Regions from separate parts of the Mustela erminea genome. Here region 1 is linked to region 2. The links are chromatin contacts, called in public Hi-C maps. All regions are on one chromosome and are shown on one strand. The core of a region is the stretch at or near the end of the contact, and the rest is flanking DNA. Distances in the headings are between cores, read along the strand shown. Region 1 holds the start of AHI1 (jouberin). Region 2 holds the start of BCLAF1 (bcl-2-associated transcription factor 1).

The links. A called contact is a pair of places that touch in the nucleus more often than the background predicts.
Region 1: a Hi-C map of skeletal muscle shows a contact between it and region 2, with 17 times the contacts expected there. The contact joins the promoter of AHI1 here to the promoter of BCLAF1 in region 2. A contact is called at or near these places in 2 of 3 Hi-C or Micro-C datasets (skeletal muscle and spleen).

Annotation. Positions count from the first base shown.
Region 1 is chr4:66,009,708-66,015,995 of mMusErm1.Pri, forward strand. It overlaps AHI1 (jouberin), which reads left to right and starts at 4,956. Exons shown (of 24, transcript XM_032339440.1): 1 at 4,956-5,001.
Region 2 is chr4:65,321,463-65,327,446 of mMusErm1.Pri, forward strand. It overlaps BCLAF1 (bcl-2-associated transcription factor 1), which reads left to right and starts at 4,368. Exons shown (of 14, transcript XR_004284935.1): 1 at 4,368-4,503.

The DNA of each region.
Region 1 (6,288 bases), core at 3,706-6,205, 690 kb after region 2:
CTATGATATGAGTTTTCCTACTTTTGTTTTGCCTGCTTATTACAAAAATTTCCAAACACACAAAGAAAACGCATAATAGAATACCAGGTACCTATTAGCCAGGTACATATTAGCCAGCTTCAATGACCACCAAAATTTAGGTATATATGGGTTATCTCCCCCCATGTGTTTTTTTTGTTTTAATTTTGTCGACTATTCTAAGCAAATTTCAGGGGCATCTGTGTGGCTCAGTTGGTTAAGTGGCTGCCTTCCGGCTCCCTGCTCAGCAGGGTGTCCGATTCTCCCCCTCCGTCTGCCCGCCACTCCCCTTATTTGTGCTCTGTCAATCTCTGTCAAATAAATAAATAAAATCTTTAAAAATAAATAAAGAAAAAATCAAATTTCAGACATCAAGTCATATTCTACAGATTTAAGAAAGGCTTATTCATACATAATGAAAATGCCATTTTTTCCTTTATACAGAAAGAAATAAAAATTCCTTTAATATAACCTAATACTTAGCCCATACTGAAAAATCTTTATACAGTCAGTTGGTTTTGAATGAGAATCTAAATAGTTCCAGTCTTTGCATTCTGTTGTAGGTCTAGCACAATACCAGCAAGCAGGGGTACAGGCTAAATTTTGATCCCTCCCCCCAAAATGCATAAGTTGAAATCCTAACTCCTAGAACTTCAGAATGTGGCTATATTTGGACATAAGATTTTTAAAGAGGTAATTACACTGAAATTAGGTCATTAGGGTGGGCCCTAATCCAATATAACTGATGTCCTAAGAAGAGAAGATTAGGACTCAGGTACAGAAAAAAGACTATGTTCAGTCACAAGGACAAGGCAGCCATCTGTAAGCCAAGGAGAGAGGAGAAGAAACTAACCCTGCCAACATCTTGATCTTGGACTTCGAATCTCCAGAATTGTGAGAAAATAAATTTCTGTTGTTTAAGTCAACCAGTCTATGTATGGTACTTTGTATGGCAGACCTAGCAATGTAATACAAGCAGTAAAGCCAACATGTTTTGATTGGAAAATGTACATTTTGTACCGGGGAATAAGTATTCTATCAACCGTATTTATGTTTTATTCAATAAATTATTTCTTATTTAATAAATGTTTGAATGCCCTAATTTTATATCATGAATGGTTGGCCAATTTTGTTATTACTACCACTACTAGTCTTAATTGCTTGCCTCTTCAAGTACCATTAAAGTGATCTCACTCTTATATTCTGAGCTAATAAGAAGGAAAGCGCATATCTGCTTTCTCCAGTTTGAATGGGGCTCACTTATATGTTTGCTATGTATTCAATTGCTTACTGGATATAATCCCTCTGAAACTATCTTCCCTCTATACCTGCTAACTTTTCACTGTTAATTAGCCATTTTCCATCCAGTTTCCTAAGCCAGAAACCTCAGTACCTTTAAACCATTTTTTATTATTCTGAAATACTTTTAAACTTAAAAAAAAAAATTGTAAGAATAGTACAAAGAACTTCTAACTTTGCCCAGACTCTCCAATTGTTGACATATTACATTTGCTTCATTATCTTTTCTCTATACACATTCACATTTTACTTACATATGTTATTTATATATACTTTTTTCTGAACGTTTGAGTAAGTTGCAGGCATGAAGCTTCATTACCTCTAGATAATTCAGTGTGTATTTTCTGGAAACAATGATAACTCCTACATTAGTAGACTATAGTAATCAAAATCAGGAAATTAACTTTGTTAATATATTGGTGATATGTAAAATACCAGTTAGTCCACAGGCCCAATTCAAATTTTGTCAGTTATCCCAATAATATCCTTTACAGAAAAAGGATCCAATGCAGAGCCATATGTTCCATTTTGTTGTCATGTCTTTTTAGTTCCCCACAATCTGAAAAAAGTTCTTTAGTTGTTCTTTTGTCTTTCATGACCTTGACAATCTTTTGAAGAGTAGAGATCTATGATTTTGTAAAAATGTCCCTGTTTGAGATTGTCTGACCCTTCCTCATGATTAGATTCTCACTTAGCATTTTTTGGCAGCAGCATCACAAAAGTGTGTTCCAATTGTCTGTTTCCATACAGTGGAAACAATGTGGCATACAATGTTGATTTGTCCTCTTACTGGGAATGGTAACTTTGCTTACCAGTGCCAGATTTCTCCACTGTTAAGTTTTTATTTTTCCCTTCGTGATTAGTATATTTGGCCAGGAGATACTCTGAGACCATTATGTTCCTCTTAAAGTTCTCACACTCTAGTTTTAGCATACACTGATGACTCTTGGCTAAGTCAATTTTTACTATAATAGTTGCCAAATGGTGATATTTCTACCTATATCATTCCTGCTACATATGTTAGTTAGCATATAAGGAATATATATACATATATATATATATATATATATATATATATATTCTTATTATAAGGAAGAGCGTTACTTTATGCCCATTTAAAAAATATTCATGCTTTTATTTCAGTATAGACTGAAGTATTCCTATTTTATTCAGCAGATCATAATCTATTAACATTATTGTAATGGTGCTCAAATTGACCCAGATGTGGCCAATGGAGGCTCCTTCAAGCTGGTTTCTGTGTCCCTTTCATATGTTCCATTATTCTGTGAAAACGTCTTTAATTTCTGGTGCAACAAGGTTTTTCAGGCTCATGTTGTACTTCCCCTGTTACTGTTCTGAATCAGTCATTTCCCCAAGCGGCTCTAGTTCCTTTTAGTAGAAAATGGTGTTTAGAAACCAAGATCTAAGCACTATCTGCTCATTGCTCCTTACATCTCTTTAGCTGAGGGCCCTAGGGAAAAAACGAAATAGATGGATTCAAAGTATAGACTACATTTGGGTAGACATATGGAGGTGTAGGAGTTTACAAGAAGAGATTTTTCAGAGAGAGGAGACAATAGGTACAAGAAAGGGGACATGAGACGGTATGGACTGTTTTGCACAGTACACATAATTTAATATTACCGAAGCATAACACTGAAAAGAGACAATGAGAGAAGAAACTAGTCAGGCAGATGGAGTATCTTATATCTTAGGCAAAGTAACTAAATTTTCTCTTACAGATAATCCTTTGAAGAATTTTCAGGACAGTGGCATTATCAGATTTACATGTTTAGTGAGGTCATTCTGGTAGCAGTATGGAGGATGGCATTATGGAATCAAACCTGGAATCAGGAGACTGGCAAAGAAGCCTCTCACAAGAATAGTTAGAAGTAATGAAAGCTGGCATGAGGCAGCCCCAGTTAAGATGGATAGATAGGCTATACACTAGTAGACAGTAGATAGGAAAATGGATATAATTTGGTCTAAGAGGCATTTAGGATGCTCTATAGGCATTTACAACACGGGGAGGATGATGGTTGCTTAAACCAAAATAGAAATCCAGAAACAGGAGTAGGTTCTAGGGTGAAAAATTGAACGGTTTAAGATGCTTTGGATTGATGGTTTTTCTCACTGAATTCTCATAGGATTTGTAGAAAGAAAATGAAATATGTTTTGTAAAGTGTGGTTTTGCTAATACGAATAGAAAAGATGGCCTCTGAAGAAACATGCTAACACTCTCACTTTGCAAACTAAGCAACAGGTTATGGTGCAGTGTATGACCGCAACTGCAGGAAATTCAAGAGTTGGGGAGGAACCTGTCTCATATTTTTCCATCCCTGGTGACTCAGAGGTAAAAATGGCGCCTGTGGCAAAAATTAGAAAGTGGGAGGGAGAACTGGGTATGGAAAAAATGAGGAGTTTTTTTGTTTTGTTTTGTTGTTTTGCTTTAAACATTTGGTGTGATAACTCAGCGCCACACGAATTACGAACATTTTTTTCTTTAAGGTTTGGTCTACAGTACAACTCTATTCTCCGCGTTTAAAGGGATGTTTCATTTTGTGGGCGCGATCGCTTGGGAGGTGGCGTGCCTGCTGCTTTGCCTCATTCACGCTTCTCGGCCTTGGCGGGTTCCACGACAGCCTCCCTATCTCTGGCCCCTCTGGTTTTTTTCTCCAGCGCTGGCTCCAGTTCTGAAAACACTTTCTCGGCGGTGACGACCGGACGGGCTCAGACCCTACGTATTCGCAGGTCTCCCTGGCGCTAGGGTACGGGAAATTCTTTCTCCGGAGGACCGCGGCGTCGCGCTTCCTACACGCGCACGAGGAGTCCCGCGCGCGGCCGCCGGAGCGCGTGCCCGACCGCAGTCTGAAGGCCCGCGGGTGCGGCGCGCGCACCACCTCCGCAAGCACGACACTGCCGCAGCTCCGGGCCCCGGAGTCGGCGGCGCGGGGGCGGGGCCGTGGAGGGACGTCGAGGCCCCGCAGCGGTCCAGGCCGGGAGCTCGGGCCGCATCGGTTGTCGTGGGAACGGCGGCGTAGGCAGGCTCTGACGTCAGCGGGCGGCGCCCGTACTGCACCACCCGGTGGGCTCTCAGAGCCGGAGTGGCTGGCGGCTAGGGTGGCTACGCGGGTGCCTGGCTCCCGGCTCGCGCCCCCGGCGGCGCAGGGATCCGCTTCGCACAGTCCCAGTGTCGGCTCCGGCGGGACGGACTGTCGGCCGCTCCGGACTCTGTTCTCGGTGAGTACGCTGCAGGCCTGCTGGTGGCGGGAGCCCGGGCCGGGTTCTTGGCCTGACTGGGCCCTCTCAGAGGGGGCGGTGGCTAGGGGGGTATTGGTCAGGTCCGAGAGCGCGGAGGCGGCGCGCTGGGGGGCGGGACGGGGGCGGTGCGGCGCCACCGCGGGCTGACCCGCCCAGTGCCTTGGAGCCCTGGGAGATAGTTCCTAATGAACAGCTCTAAGTACTTTTCCCGCTCCCTTCCCTGGGCTCCTGTCTCCTGAGGCCTCGGCGCGGTGCCCAGATCCGCCGTGGAGGAAAGGCAACCTCTGCCTTTCCCATTCCGGATTCTGGCTTAAAAGCATGTAACTCAGACACGCACTAAATACGTTTATTTCCTTGTAGGGTGTCAGCTTGGTGCTGAACCTCGAACCTGTGAAATGCCTTCTTAATTACATCCGAGAAAAAGTGATAAGTATGTTAACGTTTGTAAGAGTCATGTCGATCTGTTTACAAACAGAAAAAAGAGTGCACTATTTAGAATCGCTACCAGTGGCTGTGGTGTATTTCAGCAGTACTGTGGAAACAAACTGCAGTGTGTGGCTTTTACTTTTTTTGAGAAAAGGATGCTAACAATTTCTTTCACCTGTTGCATTATTTATTTTGCTGTTACTGCTTGGAGTTTCAAGGAATAGATTGCTCGTTCTGAGAACTCTGGGAAATTTCAAAAAGTATTTGAAAAATCCGAATACCAAAAGTTTTTAAAACCATATTTAGAATTTTGTTTGTTTATGGAGAGTATCTTGATTTATCAGTTCAATTATGTATACAGGGTTTTCGTTAGTTTCTTTTTTTCCTATGCTATAAAATTCAGCTAAAGGGTGAATTATCTAAGCCTCTGCTGCTTCTCCCTTTGATCTTTAGACATTTATTGGCCGGTAATCAGATGTTTAGAGAAAAAGAAAAATGAGATGAAATGTATTGTTAATTTTCGTAGTGAGTATTTCTCAGCGTCTCTTATAAAAGGGTTTGTGAGGGAGCATCTTTAAAATAATCGTATAGGGACGCCTGGGTGGCTCAGTTGGTTAAGCAGCTGCCTTCGGCTCAGGTCATGATCCCAGAGTCCTGGGATCGAGTCCCACATCGGGCTCCTTGCTCGGGAGGGAGCCTGCTTCTCCCTCTGCCTCTGCCTGCCATTCTGTCTGCCTGTGCTTGCGCGCTCTCTCTCTCTCTCTCTCTGATAAATAAATAAAATCTTAAAAAAAAACATATATATGAGGCTCAGGGATGTCATTTTAAGTTTGACCTTGTTTTTGCCAATGATGTTACTAATCAAATATTAGTCATTAATTCTATAATGTATTTGCTATGGGACAAATTGTTTGGAAATGATTATTTCTGTAATGTATTTGCCATATTAAGTAGTATTAGTGTTTGTTCAACTGTGCATTGAACTACTAAGTAATAGTAAATAATGTCACTACATTATGTATTGTATTGATGTATTTTATTTTATTGCACACTTATATTTAGTGCTATAATAATAGATATAAAGTTATTTTATTGAGCACCTACAGTGTGCCAGCCACTGTGCTGATCACTTTGCTTTTCAGCATTTCCTTTTCTCCTTACAATAAAGTAGGTACCATTTTAATTTCCTGGGTCATAAAACATTCTACCAGGGTGAAAATAAAGGACTGAAGTAGAGAGGGAGGTATGGAGCTCAAGGCACTGTGGGAGCACAGAAAAGTATTT
Region 2 (5,984 bases), core at 3,118-5,617:
AATTTAAGTAGTCTTGTGGTATACGCAATGAGTGGCTCAGGTAAGATCTAGCCTGATAATCCCCAACACTTAGAAAGCCCTGTAGGCAGGGAGAAGTGGTAATATTATTACTTATCTAGTGCCTTAATCAAATATCTGAAAAAGGAAATTTGAAATGAAAGAAAACATTAATGCTTAATATATACCAAGTAAAATTATATCATGCGTCATTCATCTAGTAAGACCATTTAATCATGGCTTGGAGACTATGAAGTTTCTAAATTTGTTTCTGTATTTATGGGTAATAGAAAGCTATTCAGATAAACAAATAGACATGTAGATGTACATATGTTAGAATATATATTCTATTACCTAGAATAGGACACATGGGAACTATCAAGCAAGTTGAATAAAATAGAAACAACACTTGAGGTGAGGCTGATCTAATATTATCTGTATTTTATTTATTTTTAAAAAATTCTTTAAATTCCATTTATTTAACATATACTGTTATTAGTTTCAGGGATGGAATTTAGGGATTCATCAGTTGCATTTAATACACAGTGCTCATTACATCAAATGTCCTCCTTAATGCCCATCATCCAATTATCCCTTTTCCCCACCCACCTCCCCTCCAGCAACCCTGTTTGTTCAGCGTCTCTTATGCTTTGCCTCCCTCTTTATTTTCATTTTATTTTATTTTTCCTTTCCTGCCCTTATTTTAGCTGTTCATGTGTGTAAATATGGCTGTGGAAACAAGGTGGTTTTTGAAGCCGGATGGATCTTTGATAAAATCTGAATTATTTTAATATTATTTATATTTAATAATATTTAATAATATTATTTATTTTAATATTATTTAAAATTACTTACATTTGATACTATTTAATATTATTTAAATTTTAATATTATGTAAATCTCATATAAAATATGATTTATTTATTTTGGCAAAATACTCTACCTCTCCAAACTTCAATTTCCTTACTGTTAAAATTAGGACTATATACTAAACGTTATACAGTTTTGTTCTAATGCATGGATGTGCTCATAAAAATCACCATGCTATGCAAAATCACACAATAAAGACCACAGGTTTTATGGAAAAATAGGATTGCAGTATGATACTCAAAAACTTAATCAGTTACACATGAAAAAAAAAAAAAAAGGAACCAACCTAACAAAACGGTAGCAGAGATGGCTAAGAAATACATAAACACTATAATTAATACAGTATTTTATCTTAAAAATACCTAAAGTATACTTTAGGAAGTAGATGTCAGGAGACTTGTGAGTTGTTAGTTATTGTGACGTTGGTAGAAGGACAGCTTCTAAGATTAAATGGACACTTGTAAGATGAGAAGTAGATGGGTGTGAACTGAAGTAGCTGGCAGGTGTTTGAGGTGCTTGTATGTGTCAGTATTTTTACCTGGCTCAGTTCAGGCAGGTGTAGTTACTGCATTCTCTTAGTGTGTCCTGCGGGCAAAATTGCACATAAGCATATTTTGTCCTTTGTCTTTTTTGACCTCACACACTTGAAACACTTGTCTCTCTTGGTGTGGTAGTCAGCCTCCAGGATGGTCCCCAATGATCTCCACCTCCTGGTATTCACACCCTTGTGTAGTCTCCTTCCACACTGTACCTGGGGTTGGTCCGAATGAAGTATGGCAGAGCGATGGTGTGTCACTTCTGAGATTAGGTTATAATAGACTGTAGCTTCTGTCTTGGGCTCACCTTGGATCATTACTCTGGTGGTGGGTGGGTGGTGAGGAGCCAGCTACTATGCAAAGGGACACTCGGGCATCCTATGGAAAAGTCCAGGCAATGAGGAACTGAGGTCTCCTGCCAACAACCCTGACTGATCTTGGAGTGAATCCACAGATTTCAGATGACTGCAGTCTTAGCTGGCAGATCAAGACCTTAAGCTAGAACCATCCAGATGACCGCTCACAGACTCCTGACCCATAGACACTGTGAAAAAATAAGTGTTTTAAGTTACTAGATGTTGGGGTCATTTGTTATGCAGCAATAGATAACTAATAACTTGATTTCACTATTCCCTACTTTACCAGCTTTTTTTTTTTTTAGATTTATTTATTTTTTGAGAGAGAGAGAGAACATGAGTGAGAGAGGCAGAAAGAACCCCAAACTCAGTGCAGTCTTATTCTATGACCCTGAGATCATGACTTGAGCTGAAACCAAGAGTCAGTCACTCAACTGACTGCACTATCCAGGTGCCCCATTATAGGCTGGTTTTTTTGAGTCTCCTTTACTGGCTCCTCCTCCTCTTTTAACAAATCTCTGAATGTTGGGATTCTTAAGGGTTCAGTCCCAGGTCATCTCTTATCTCTATCTTTTATCCTGTGATTTTAAGTATCATCTTTATACTTTATCTCTCAAGCCAGAACACTCCTTTGAATTGCAAATGCACATGTTCAAATTCTCACCTTGCCTCTCTACTTGGATGTTTCACACACATCTCAAACCTAACATTAAAAATGGAGTGCTTGTGTTGCTCAGTCAGTTAAGGGTCTGACTTCTTGGTTTCACTCAGATTATGATCTCAGGGTCGTGAGATCCAGTCCTGCATCTAGCTCTGCATGGAGTTTGTTTGAGGTGCTCCCCTCTCCTTCTCCCACTGCCCCTCACCCTGCTCTCATGAGCTATTCCTCTCTAAAACAAATACATAAAATTTAAAAAAAATGGAATTAGTGATTTCCTTCCCATTTCACAACATGTTCATTCCTCCCTATCCTATCATTTTCTCCAATTATTGTAACAGTACCAAAATGCACCCAGTTAATCAGGGCCACGATCTAGTTAGCAACACTATTTCCCCCCTTTCTCTAAACTCCTAATCCATTCCATGAGGAAGACCTGTCAATGCCATTTCTAAAATATATTTACAATTTTTCCTTTTCTCAGCATGATCATTACCTCACTTAAATTACTAAACAACATCCTAACTGATCTCTTGCCCAGTGTCAACCATTTCTCACATAGCAACTTAAAGATCTTTCTTAAATAGATGTCATACCTCTGATTAAAACCTTTCAACAACTTTCCACTCCCCCTCCCCCCATGAAGAATAGTAGAGTTATATTGAGCTATCAAAGTTTAGGTTTTTTTCTTTTAATATAGTTCACCCATTCAACAAATACTGAGCACCTACAAAATGCTTGGGACTTGTCGGTGCACCACATAGGCCAAAGATTACTTTTTCCACATTGGGATGGTGGTGGTGGTGGTAGGGTTAGGGGCAGGCTGTACAGCGAGAGAAAAATGAGAATTTATTCCATGAAAATGAGGTTATTTTTTTTTAGTTGAGCTGGCAAATCGGATTGTGAGAGAATGCCCTAAGCACAGTGTTAAATTCACAACTAGGGCCCAACACTGGATTTAATTGACACAAGATGCTTTGCTAATTATAACTTTGAAATCCTTTAAGGTAGTTTAAGTCCCTAAACATCAAAGTAATAACGGTTTCAGGGCCTAAGGAAGAAAGTGCAGCCCAGACAAGTATTAATAGAAAATGCACGATGGCTTTTATTTGAAATTCTGTCCCAATCAAACGCGGCTTGCCTATTTATAATCTGACTTATATTTCTGGCAGACCAAGCTATATTGGGCTGTTTCTCGGCCGGCACAAATGATCGTTATGCTTCGTGCTCTGTATTATTTTTATGCCTACGCCAACATTCCAGGGTGCCTAAGTGGTAATGCTTTAGCAGCGTCGGGAGGAAAGGAGCACCGGCTTCTGATGCAAAGCAGGACAGCCCAAGCTGCTCGGAGCTCTGTGGTTCGAACTCTGTTACGGGTAACAGAGTTGGTCTGACGCTACTCTGGAAGGGGACTTAGCTCGTGGCCATTTTTCAACAATCGAAGGGCGTTTGGCACATTTTACATCAAAGCAAAATTGACACTTCCAAGTTTCCAGTTAAGGCGTCCGAGAAGAAACTCGGCGCTTGCTGGCGAAGGGAGACTCGGTGTGCCAACAGCCCTCTAGCCTCCTTGTCTTTCCTCGGCGTCAGACTGGCTTTCTGCTTTTGGTCCGCGTCGGCGCCACAGTATGAATAGACCAAACAAGCAACAAGCGGGGCCGACAGAGAGGTCCACGGAGCACCTTCAAAGCTAGGTAGAGACTCCCGCGAATTCCACCTTGTGGCCAGGAGACCTCAAGGCCTAACAAAACACCCCGCCCACCATCTACTGTCACCACCTCAGAGGCGGCAGCTCTAGGCCGGAGGGCGGAGCCACCAGATCATCGCGCGAGACCTACCACGAGACTTCCCAGAAAGCCTCCGGCAACATCTTAATAGCTGAGGAGCCAGTTTAGGGCGGAAGGGTGGGCGGGGCTAGTCCAGATATTTAGCGGCACTGGCGGCCACGCCCCAAATCGGAAGTGACGGAGGCGGGCTAGCGCGTCGAAGATACCTCTATGGTTTTCTCCCGTTCTCGAGTCGGGAAATGGCCGCTGTGTAGTTACAACGGAGATAAGTCCCGGGAACGGTGCTTTCGGCGTTTCAGGTAGGCCTCATGCTGCATTCAAATCACTCGAAGGGCAGCAAATCCCGAGGATGAGTGAATATTGTTGAATCTTTTGTGGGTAGTGACGGGTTGGCGGCTACAGGAGGACCCAGGAGACCCTTTCGCCGTTATTTATGCGTTTCTCCCATCAGATTCCCTCAGGTTTTCGGGGCACTACAGGTCGGAAAGGTGGGGGGTGGGGTGAGCAGCGAGAACGGTGCGCGCGCGCGCGGTTACGAACCTGGCTCGAAACCCAGAGACCGCGCGGCCTTCCCGTGCGCGTGCGCATACCTCCCTCTTCCACCCTTCCCCCATTTCCTCGGCCCGGACTCTTGCGCGCGCCCGACTGAAAGCTCTCCCGGCGCACGCGCGCTTCCTCCGTTCTCCGCCTACGGCTGCTGAGGCCGGTGGAGGTGCAGCTTGTGTTCGCTTCTCATTGGCTGGGAGCGCCACCTTTCTTCCAGGCTTTGGGGCTTCCACAAAACAACTATGACCTGAAGCAAAGTGCGTTGGGTAGGTTGACCCGTTTTCACGTGGTCTTTAAATTCCTTTTTTCCGGCTTCACGCTGCTCGTCGGTTTAGGCCCCGGTTTTTTTGTTTTTTGTTTTTTGATTTTTGTTTTTTTTTGTTACTAAGAACGTGTTCTGTTGTCCCTCGTCTCTGACGCGGGCATCCGCCTCCGGCGTCGCGGGATGGTTTTCTCCGAGGTTAATCTCGGATCCCCCTGGCAACCCACTTTGTTTTGAAGCGAACGTGTGCGCTCGACTCTCAGAGTTGTGCCTGGTTACCGGTTCCTAGCCTAGAGAGCAGGCCTTAGCTGATGGATCGAAGAGTAGCCTTGTTGTTTCTCCCCCGCCCCCTTACCCGGGTCCAAAAGGCAGTCTTTGAGTAGTACCCGCGAGACCACATCCTTTTGGCAAGTGATTCAGGTCTTTATTTCGAGTCAGATATTGAAACCATGATATGACAGTGGGGGTAATGGGGGGGGAGTGGCGAGTTAAGGTTAGGGACTTGGCTCTCACTTTAAGTCCGTAAGTTGGCTTTCTTCACATTAAGATTTATCTTATCAGAATCAAGCAGTAGTAGTAGCAACCACTTTCCTATGTCAGTTTTTTTTTTTAACGTTTTAGGCTGAAAAAAGGCTAAAGTTGAAAGTAGATGTGACCAAAACTAACGTAAAGAGATTAGTTACTTAAGACACATGTTATTGGAGCAGTGCCTTTTCATTTATTGTGGATATTAAAAAGGAAACCAGAATTCCTTAATCCTCGTGTAAATTCTCGTTCCAGTTAGACTCTAGTTGGAATGGTTGGGCTACTGTTTCGACAGTAGAGATTCATTACATAGGAAAAACCGCTACAAGTTTATCAGCATTTTTATGTGATTCTAGCCAATTTAGGGTAAATAATTCTATAAGAAGTATTATGTGTCTAAAATAACTCATGGTGAACAACCCAAAGTTTATGTACTGATGGCTCATA